Regions from separate parts of the Anser cygnoides genome. Here region 1 is linked to region 2. A link is a contact called in public Hi-C data. All regions are on one chromosome and are shown on one strand. The core of a region is the stretch at or near the end of the contact, and the rest is flanking DNA. Distances in the headings are between cores, read along the strand shown.

Region 1 (5,180 bases), core at 2,126-4,625, 43 kb after region 2:
ATAATTTATTTGCATGATGTACAGGGACAGCTTGTCACTGTAGATTAGGCCAGCTAGTGGATTAATTTACTCTAGTTATCATCCTTGTGACAGTATTTTTTCCTTTCTAATGTACCACTTCTTAGTAGCATACCGTGCTTTAAATTTTATAACATATTTGTTAGTACTGGGTCGCAAATTTATCAGTGTGCTGCAGTCATTTGCCTTTTCCTGTACTTGCTGTCTTCTCAAAGGTCTTCAGTAACTGATAGAGTGGGAGCCTTGCATCCCAGCAGAAATCAGTACTCCGTAGGTTGGTATGTGTTTCTTTAGAGGCAATGTGGTATTTCAGAGGCAGATGAATAAAATTTAAGTAGTTTGCCTTCAGAAACTTGTGGTTGAACTGCATATTGAAGTTGGGCCCTTTAAATCCTGTGTTAGTGGCTTTATCTTGTATTTGTTTTTATGCCTCAGAACTGCGATGCTGATTATGCTGAAGAAAAATTCATCCCTTCTCTGTAAACTTATCTCAAAATATTTTCTGCGAGGAGGAGAGTCTTGAATAACATGGGGGAGGGAAGGATTAGACATTGCTGTTTCTTTCACACTTAGTTATGGCTAGTGACAAAAGTAGGTGACCGTTTAAAAGCTTAGATTGTCTTAAGGTTTGATAGTAAGGTATCATCACAAAGCAGTTTCTTAAGTAGTGCATAGTCAACTTGTAAATTGCTTTGTCAACCAGAGGTATTCTTCTTCTTGAACTAGAAAAATCTTGACATTACAATACATTTTTTCACCTTTTTTTGCCTTTATTGTGTTACATTTTTATAATTGTTCTCTAGTAAAAACAACAGAAAAAATTGGTCACTTGAATTCTGTCCCTTGAAAGAGAAAGCGTATGTAAAATGAATTATTTGGACAGAAATGTCCCCAAAGCTTTTTGTTTTGTGTTCTGTGCTAGAAGAAGCTTTAATTTCCCTCTTTGCTGAGAGGTAGAAAACTTCTAAAATTGGCATAAGATTGAAAGGCAGCTGCAGCTCAGAGTAAAATTTTCTATGTATGCATATGTATATATATATATAAAAATACATATTATTATTATTGTTATATAGATGATAAAAAAAAAATATAAAACTGTGTTTTGCCTCCTAGGATTCTAAGCTACCATCTTCTGTTCGGAACACACTCCTTGAACTTTTTGGACAAATAGAGCGGGAGTTTGAAAATCTGTATATTGAAAATTTGGAATGTGAGTATATCTTTCTTTAAGCAACTTACGAACTGTTTGGACTTAGGATATAGCAGCTCTAGTTGAAAGAGCTTACGCTGGATACTGTAATTTAATTAATTAATTTATTTTTGTGAGGAATTCAAGAATTGTTTTGAACTTGTAGTGAAAGACAGCGTTTGTCCCCTTTCAGAAAAATAACTTTCTTAGCTCTTTGACGCAAGTAGCGAGACTAATGTGTGATACCCTCCTTGGCTCTTGGCAAAAAAAGGCAAGTGGCTGTCTCCTTGTCGCTGTACGTTCCAGGTGTTACCTGGAAAAAATGTTCTATGTGTAATGACTGTATTGTAATATAAATGATCTAAAGTGATGTAAGAGGATCCAAAGTAAGTAACACAAGCAACCATATTGTGAAGACCCTGTTAAATTTTCCTTGTTGGGTTCTGGAAGCTGTGTTGTATGGCTTGGCTTCTGAATTGTGGAATCTGTCTGTCTTGGCTCCCAGTTAAACTTTTTTCCAAACCTAATCTGTTATCACAGTTAAAGCAAACACTCATGTTACAAAAACATTCTAGCATGCTTTTGGAAAATGTGCTGCCTTTTTCTTATTTTAAAAACCGGAGGTAGTGGTGGTTAAAGGCCGTCAGCAACACTACACACTTCGTGCAGTAGTGACAATTTGCACACCTCAGTTTGCAGCCTCCTGCTGTGAAGTTGGCTGGAAGTAAGAAAAAAGTATTATATGTCACCCTTCTCCCCCCAAATTTTACAGAAATTCACAAATGTTTGTCAGAAAACAAGTGGCGAATTTGCCTGTACCCTCCAGAGCATGGTTATTTTCCTTCCATCCCATTTCTGTTACTTCTGCATCTTTCTTTTTTACCTGGTAGTTATATTTTGCTCCCGGCATTTGTGATCTCTTTCTGCCTCCCTGACAACTTCCAAATTTTTCTCTTTTGATGCTGAGTCTGTTATTGTGCCTTATGATCTAACTCCTATGTTAGTGTTGCAGTTATTTTATGTGGAGAATCTCAGTTTTTCTTTCCTGGCTGTTCATATATCCACTTTTCCTTATTGCAGCTAATTTCTAGTTTCTTCCTTTTCTGATTCCTTCCAGGCTGCAGTCTTTTTTTTTTTTATTTTTTTTGCAGCCATTTCTTTTAGTCTGCCAGGCTTGTCTGTTTCAGTCATCTGTTAGGACAAGCTTGTCTCTTTGTTTACTTTTCTTTCAGTCTGTGTTTAATAAGTTTAGGTGCATGTGACCTGGAACACAGGAAAGAGAACCTTGCTTTGCTCATTGCAGGCACTTGAATTTGATACACAGTTGCAAACTGCCTTCTAGTGCTTATGACTGAGACTTCTGTGAATTTCTCAGAAATGTCAAAAACCGCTCTCCTGATGGATTACGTTCTCCCGGATCTGAAAGCTTTATTCCAAAGTCTGGGAATGAGTGTTTATTTATTTATTTATTTTTAAAATAGTAGTCCTAGGAATTTGTGGAAAAGACAGACCTAGACTTAAGAACAGTTAAAAACTGCTTAGCTAAAGCCTCTCAATCATGTTTCACCTAAGGAAGATGCTTGAAAAATATCAGCCCAGATTTTGAGGAAAAACTCTAAGCCATCTTTATCTTTATAAAATGAAGCTGGGGCACTTTAAACCAGCCCAGCAACTGGAAATCACTTCCAAGTACCTGATTTGTTTTAGCTATGCCATCACTCTGGTGTTCAAATGGCATTAGCAAGAGTCATCAATAATTGACAGAAAAGCAGATTCTTCTTGCAAATACATGCTCTGTGTAACATGAAAAAACATTTTGATTGGAGTTGATATTTCTAAAACACTTAAATGCAAATGTAAACGTCATTCTTCAGCACTTTTACTGTATTTCAGAGTGTAAAATGCATGTTTGTTTTCCTTTTTTTTCCCTGAAACTAGCAGTAGACAAGCATTCGGGGGAAAATACTATTTCATGATGAGTAAAATCTTTGCCAAGAAATGACATATTAGTTGTGTGGCTAAAATATTTCTGATGATGTAAGTTTACTGCCTTCTCTAGGATTTCAGTCAGTAAAGGTGGGTCATTTATTTCACAGAAGTTGCTTTGTTAATCTTTAGTCACGTTTGATAGTAAAAGCAACAGTAATTAGAAGCCAGTAATGCTTTCCTTGGAATCTGGGTCAAGGTTGATCTCCGGAACATTCAGCATGAGCCTTGGTTTATGTCTTGGTGAGAACCGTTTCTATAAAATCACAGTTGATCTGTTTTCCTGTCCTTAGTGCAAAATACATTGTGTGCATACGTTACATAACAATTCTTAAATCGTATGTTAATGACGTTGTTAATGATACTTAGTTTTTCTGTATTAATGTGAATTTTTGCTCTCATCAGTACGTAGAGAGATTGATACACTTAATGAGCGTTTAGCAGCTGAAGGACAGACAATTGATGGAGCTGAACTGAGCAAAGGACAACTGAAAACAAAAGGTAAGAGAACTACAAATAATTCTATATACTCCTTTTGAATGTACTTTTTTTTGTACTTGGCTGGCTAGAATTTATTAAAGGGAATTAATGCCAGTTACCTATCACAAATAAGCTAATGCTGTATTTGAAATATCTTCCTTTAAATTTATTTGTCTCAACAGCCAGTCATAGTACCAGTCAGCTTTCTCAGAAATTAAAGACAACTTACAAGGCATCTACTAGCAAGGTATGAGACCAATTAAACCTCTACTCATCACTGTGTACTCATAAGACTAACGTGGCTGTCCTGAAGTTGTAAATTATGGTTTCTTTAAGCTGAGTAGTGCTGTGCTTTATGTGAACCCGCCTAATGAGGAACAGTATCTTTATCTTGGATTCATCTATTACTCATTGCTTCAGCCACGCTACCACCACCTTTTTACAGTAACTGTTCGCATTTTTAAAGAGCGAATGTTGGAGGGGAGAGCATGTGCATGTTTGTGTGAGATTGCTCTTCTGTAGAGATAGCTAACGTTTTGATGAAGGAAACAGAAATTAGATGACTTTTTTTTTGAATATAGATTTGGATATTGCAGTTGAAATTGGAACCTAAGATACAAATAGGCATTGTAGTGTAGGTTTATTTTTTTTTAACTATGAGTTCATTTTCTTTATGTCACAAGCCTTGCAAATTAGTAGCTAGCTAACTTTTTGTCGGGTCTCTTAGCACAACTACCCTTTCTGATGGTTTTCTTTTTGTACAGCTATGTATGTTCAGTACTTTTGTTTTTCTTGTTTGCATTTTTAAGTTTTAGCTGCTGCTCTTTCTGCCCTGTCTCAGGGTAATTTTGTGATATGTTAAGAGTAAATAAAATGTGGTGTCTCAGAGGAAAAAACAGTGAGATCTGGTTGTGAACCTAATTATGAGAAGCTCTGTGGAGACTATTGTTGCACGCAATAGAATGACTGCAGGTGTCTTGGAAGTACAATCTATTAAGTAGTTTGAAAGTGAGAGAATAAGAATAGTGTGGTGAAATACATCTGAGTTCATGTTTTACTTGGTCTCCCCTTTTTTCCTGTTGTTTCTCAAACTTTCTTTTTTATTTTTGCCAAGCTGGTGACCAGAGATAATACTTTGTTGTGTGTTTTTTTTTAAATAGCTAATGACTCATAAATCCTTTATTGAGGCCACTTATGTAGGGATAACATAGTATTAATAGTACAATACTATGGAGTTATCAATTAATACTTTCTGCTTTATTTTTTATCTTTTTTTTAAGGCTGCTGTTAAATGCTTGCCTTCTTTTACTTGCTAGCAATGTAGTGCTCATTCTTTCCTGGGCAAGACAGGTGAACCTCATAACTTCAGCATGGGAAACTGGGAGAATCCTGAGCACGTGCTTTGTTTCCCGGTGTTCCGATATGCATGCACATCGAAGTAGTCCTGAGTAGTGAAACAAGAATTTAATTTACGATAAGTATCGTATTGATTACATCAGTTGATAAC
Region 2 (4,880 bases), core at 2,159-4,658:
TACATCTGAAGTTGAAGTTACATGAAGTGGGGATGCTACCAGAAGCTTTCCAGTACTGGAGCCACTGAGCCCTTGCTGCACAGGACTCGGTGTTTCCTGCCCCGGGCCAGCACCGTGGCCAGGAGCTCGGCCACTTCAGCCGCCCCATCCAGCTCCTGTGCTTGAGCTGTTCCGTCCTCAGGTCGCCAGAGAGCAGCCTTGCCCTTCCCTTCCCCTCCAGCCCTCTGAGCTGGTCCAGCTGTGAACCAGATGTCAGACCAAGCCTCGGCATCTCTGTGTAAACCGGACATCCTGACCGAGTGAGGGTGGATGGAATTTCCAGGGGTGGTCTTTGGATATTACAGAATCATAGAATCATTCAGGTTGGAAAAGACCTCTAAGATCAGCTAGTCAAACCTTTAACCTAGTACTGACAAGTCCACCACCAAACCATGCTACTAAACTTTACGTCTACACGTTTCTTGAAGACCAAAAGCTCCGTTCAGCTCCCTGTAAGCCTGGGCTTCCCCTCGATCCAGGTGCAATGCGCAAGGTACGTCCCCCTTCTCTGAATTGGACTGAGCATGCAAATTGCCTGCGGAATTGGAGTAGACTCCCTAATTCTTTAAAGAATAGGGAACAGGGTTTGGATTTCTAAGGGTGCATCTGATGTGATGGGCTCAGTATTGCAGAGGACTGGGTAAGTAGCCAGTAACGATTTTTCCCAAGGCAAATATCATACCTGGGAACCCTGCCACCTGTTTGATCGAAATCATACAGGAGTTCATCGGACTTTATTGGGAACTCGTTGCCATATTTCTCACTGATAACCTCTTTCTGTCAGTCCTACGTGTAGGCTAAATGGGGGCTGGTGTTACCGGAGCCATAGCCTGGTGTACTGAAACATGGCATAATAAACGAATGCAATGCTTCCTCAGGAGTAACCCTCCATTCCCAGGTAGCACGCTGCTTTAACAGATTGCACAGGGGTCGAGCAACTATGCTAAACCGTCGAGCGTGGGATTTCCACAATCCTAATGTTCCTAAGGTTTGTCAGAGCTCCTTTTTATTGGAGGGTGAGTCTAACTTAGGGAATAAACCCTCTGCCACCTTGCCAAGTTATGCCTAAAAATTGAACCATCTGGCTAGGACTTCGTCACTGAGCTTTGTATGATCACCTACTATTTGGGCCTTACTGGGGGAATCTCCTCTGATTAAAATGTCATCTATATATTAATATTACACTTTCTATATATTAATATTACACTTTCACCCCTGGTTCCTGTCAAACGTGTTCTAATTCCTTAGCCAAAGCCTGATGTGACAACATAGGGCTATATTTGAATTCTTGGGGCAATCAGGCGAAAGCGTACTGGATTCTACTGAGGTAAAAGCAAAGCTCTCTTGATCCTCAGCTTGCAATGAGACCATGAAAAATACTTCTGCCTTGTCCAGGGGAGACATCCAAGGACCGGGTGCTTGCTGTACAGCAAAAATAAGATTTGTAACAGAGAGAACAGCTGTATGTAAGGGTCTGCTATTTCCACTATTTTCACACAATTTTTGCTAATCTACTGACAAATGCCAGGTGCCGTTAGGCTTATGGACAGGCCACCCAGGGGAGTTATATGGGGACAGAGTTTTCTGACTAACACCCCATTGTTCTAAATCCTGACCGACAGCAGTTACACCTTGCAAAGCTTCAGGGCCAATACGATATTTTGTGCATGAGTTAAGGTACTTCTAGGTAATTTAGGAGCAGCCTGTAATAGAAAAGCAGTAGACCCTTCAGCTGGTATTTCATCTACAGAAATTAGAGTTCTGTGTTTGATGGTTTGGCACTCAAGTGCCTAAAGGAACCTTCAAAGTCTGAGATTTTAATATATCCACACCTAATATACCTGAGGGTCCTACTGCCACTACAGCTCTCAGCGTTCTTCCATTGGGCACAGTCAGATTTATCTTGGCTACAGGAACCTCTTGTCTTTTTCCAGCAATTCCTGTCACAGAAAGCCTTTTAAAGTTTTGTTGTTTCTTTTTTTTTTTTTTTTTTTTTAATTAATCCAGGGGCATGCTCCGCTTTGCTCATTGATATTGGGGCTCCCATATCCATGAGAAAACAACAACAACAACAACAAAATATTTACCGTTTACTATTAATGGCATAGAAAGACTTTTGCTAATACTAATTCTAAAAGTTTCAGCCTCTTGGGACAGGTCGTCAGAACTCCCTGGGCTGGAAGCTGGGGGTTCCCCCATCAGTTTCCTGAATCAGAGACTGGGGGAGGGGATGGGTTATCTGGGGTCGGGATCAGAGGAGCAGGTGGATCAACGCTGTCTGTCAGCTTCTCATCACTCACGCTGGGGGTGCAGGAGCAATCCCTTTTGCGATTATCCCACAGTCTCTGTAAGAGGAATGTGGGCATCTTGTCTAATTGTCCTGGCGTGAATCCTATCCCTCGCAGGAGACCCCATAAGCGTCTCCGTTCCAGGTCTCGCTCCTGTTTGTCAGGGGATCTTCTTGTATCAGACCGATTCATTTCAACGGGGAACTTACGAACATTTTGCCCCTTTTTGTGACTTCCTCTTGGTGTTTGGGTGACCCTGACCCACCCTTCCCTTTGGCGAGCTGTTGATTTGGGGGTGCTTTTCATAAAGGCTACCCAATACTGCAGCCCTTGAACCATTATAGTGTTCCAATCGTAAGTCCTACTGTACAGCATTAAGGCTAAACCCTTCGCTCCCCCGTACGCTGCGTTTTCCAGTAGCCTCGATTTCCCTGCTTCTGTAGCCATCATAGACATCATGTCCTCTGGTATGGCCCCCTGGGCCTTAAGGGCATCCCAGGCAGCCAGTCTCATCGTCCACTTGGCAAACCCATCGCGGGTATTCCAGGGAGGAGGGGGGCTGTATCCCCATCGCACCTGCATTTGTCTGACAGCATGTATTATTGAAGAGAGTAGAGAAAAGGTGTTCTGTTCGGCCCCCTCATCGGGGTTGTGAAGAATTATCCCCCCTCCCAGGAATATTTGTTTAGCCTCGCTCTGATTAAGAATAAGTGTTCCTGCTCCCATCTGATAGCATCGCGCCACCCACCCTAGCCAGTCCTCGCTCGATTTCTTGCTGAACTGCACGAACTTCTGCCAGAGCTGTCCTGAATTAAAATTTAAAGTGGCCAGCGTCACCTGAGGAGGGAGGGGAGAGCCTTCATCTCCGCCAGGAGCCGGGAGCTGTGTGATGGGGTACAGAGCGGCTGTCTCGTCTGGGTTAGATTCAGGCAACGAGGTGGGCGTAGACAGCCCGTTGCTAAAATCGGAATCCTCATTATCGGTTTTCAGTGTGTGCATTTCGCCAATGATCTCACTCTCAGAGATCGGGCGCGTATGCTCTTGCTCCAGCTGGCTTAAAGCCAGGGGTCTGAGGTTAGTCTCTAATTGTTGCAGCAAGCGGTTCTTAATAAGGCTGTGAGATTCGTAGGCAGCTGCTCGTGCTTCGGCATCCTTAGCTCGTGCTTCTGCATCTTTCGCTTGTGCTTCGGCGTCTTTAGCTCGCTGCAAGGCATCCTGTGAGGCAGTTTCTAGTTTCTGCCGTGTAGTTTTAAACAAAGTGCCTGCGGCTGCTAATGCCTCTGTGAGGAGCCCAATGAAGGACCCTTTCCCTTCCTTGCCTTTACTTTTATGACTCTCCTGCCACCTCTGAAACTCTGCTCGCAAGGCTTCCCAGTTGAAACAATTCTCGGCTACCCAATTCCTGTCCCACCTAGGGGTTTTCCATCCCTTATCCTGTTGCCATTTTCGCTGCTCTTCTACTGCCTCTTCCCAAGCATCCATGATTTGTATATTTTACAGAAGCTGACCTCTTACACCAATTAATATCAAAACCTAAAGGGTCACCGAGCCTGCAGCTTTATAGAGATCACAACAGTGGGTTCACAGGATTCTCTAATACACGAGGACACCGAGGCTTTATTTCCTAAGTTTCTCTACGCTATTACAGGTTACTACAAATCACCACTATCAAGTACACCTATGACTAAAACAGCACGTATATATCAACTATTATGTTCTATTACCAGGAAAGCAAGTATATAGATATATTGTTATTAATAGTAGCAGCAATCAATACCAGCAGCAATCTATAGTAGTAGCAGTCAATAATATAGCAGCAAGTATATATATATATATTAATACTACAGGTTACAACAAACCCATCACCAGGAAAGCAGCAAACCTAGTTATGACTGATTGCTAATATGCTCAGGGATATGCTTCTATCTATACAAACTGACACCGGTACCAAGCACTATCAAGCCCATCCCAGAAGGGGACTCAAAGCCACCTCAGAAATGGGCCGGCAAAGGCCGACCCCAGCGGTGGGCCCAAACAAGTAAGGAACAAAGTCTCACTGCGAGGGGGATCCGCGTCACAGCGTCTGGAAGCAGCCAGGCGTCCCCAGCCAAGGGTCGGTTTGTGTCGGGAATCCTGGAGGGCAAGGAGAAGTCCGTGCGGCACGGGACGTGCTCCCAGAGAGAGGTTCCATTCTGGACGGAGACCAGGGCCCTGATATACCCTGGAGACCCAGGGGGGCGTAGGGCACCACCTCTCGGAGCACCCAATGGACGCGGCTGGTTGCCGGTTCTCACCTGGGACAACCAATGGCCGAGGGTGTTTCCAAGTCCCTCAGGCAGAGCTGCCCTTTCCCCAGACTGTTTTCCTTTCTTCCAGCTAACACAGACAACAGCAGTGCTGGTTCCCACTTTCTCAGGATGTTTTCCCCTTTCTTCCAGACTGTTTTCTCTTTGTCAGACGATAAGTTGCTGTTACGGATCCTCGCTTTTGCCCTTATCCGTGGTATCTGCAGGATGCCTCCGGTTCCCACGTGCTCAGCTGCACTTCAGAGGT

The links. A called contact is a pair of places that touch in the nucleus more often than the background predicts.
Region 1: a contact with region 2 is called in a Hi-C map of liver, with 1.7 times the contacts expected there. The contact joins two enhancer-like sites. A contact is called at or near these places in 4 of 7 Hi-C or Micro-C datasets (granulosa cells and liver).

The regions. Positions count from the first base shown.
Region 1 is chr2:11,744,111-11,749,290 of Taihu_goose_T2T_genome, forward strand. WDR37 (WD repeat domain 37) reads left to right here. Exons shown (of 14, transcript XM_013185755.3): 3 at 1,132-1,228; 4 at 3,599-3,694; 5 at 3,856-3,920. Among named protein-coding and RNA genes, the nearest start is that of WDR37, 17 kb to the left of the region's middle. Within about 2 kb of position 3,376, at least 3 of the 3 cell types and tissues checked have open chromatin away from gene starts, as enhancers often do.
Region 2 is chr2:11,700,598-11,705,477 of Taihu_goose_T2T_genome, forward strand. No RefSeq gene overlaps it. Among named protein-coding and RNA genes, the nearest start is that of GTPBP4, 7.1 kb to the right of the region's middle. Within about 2 kb of position 3,409, at least 1 of the 3 cell types and tissues checked has open chromatin away from gene starts, as enhancers often do.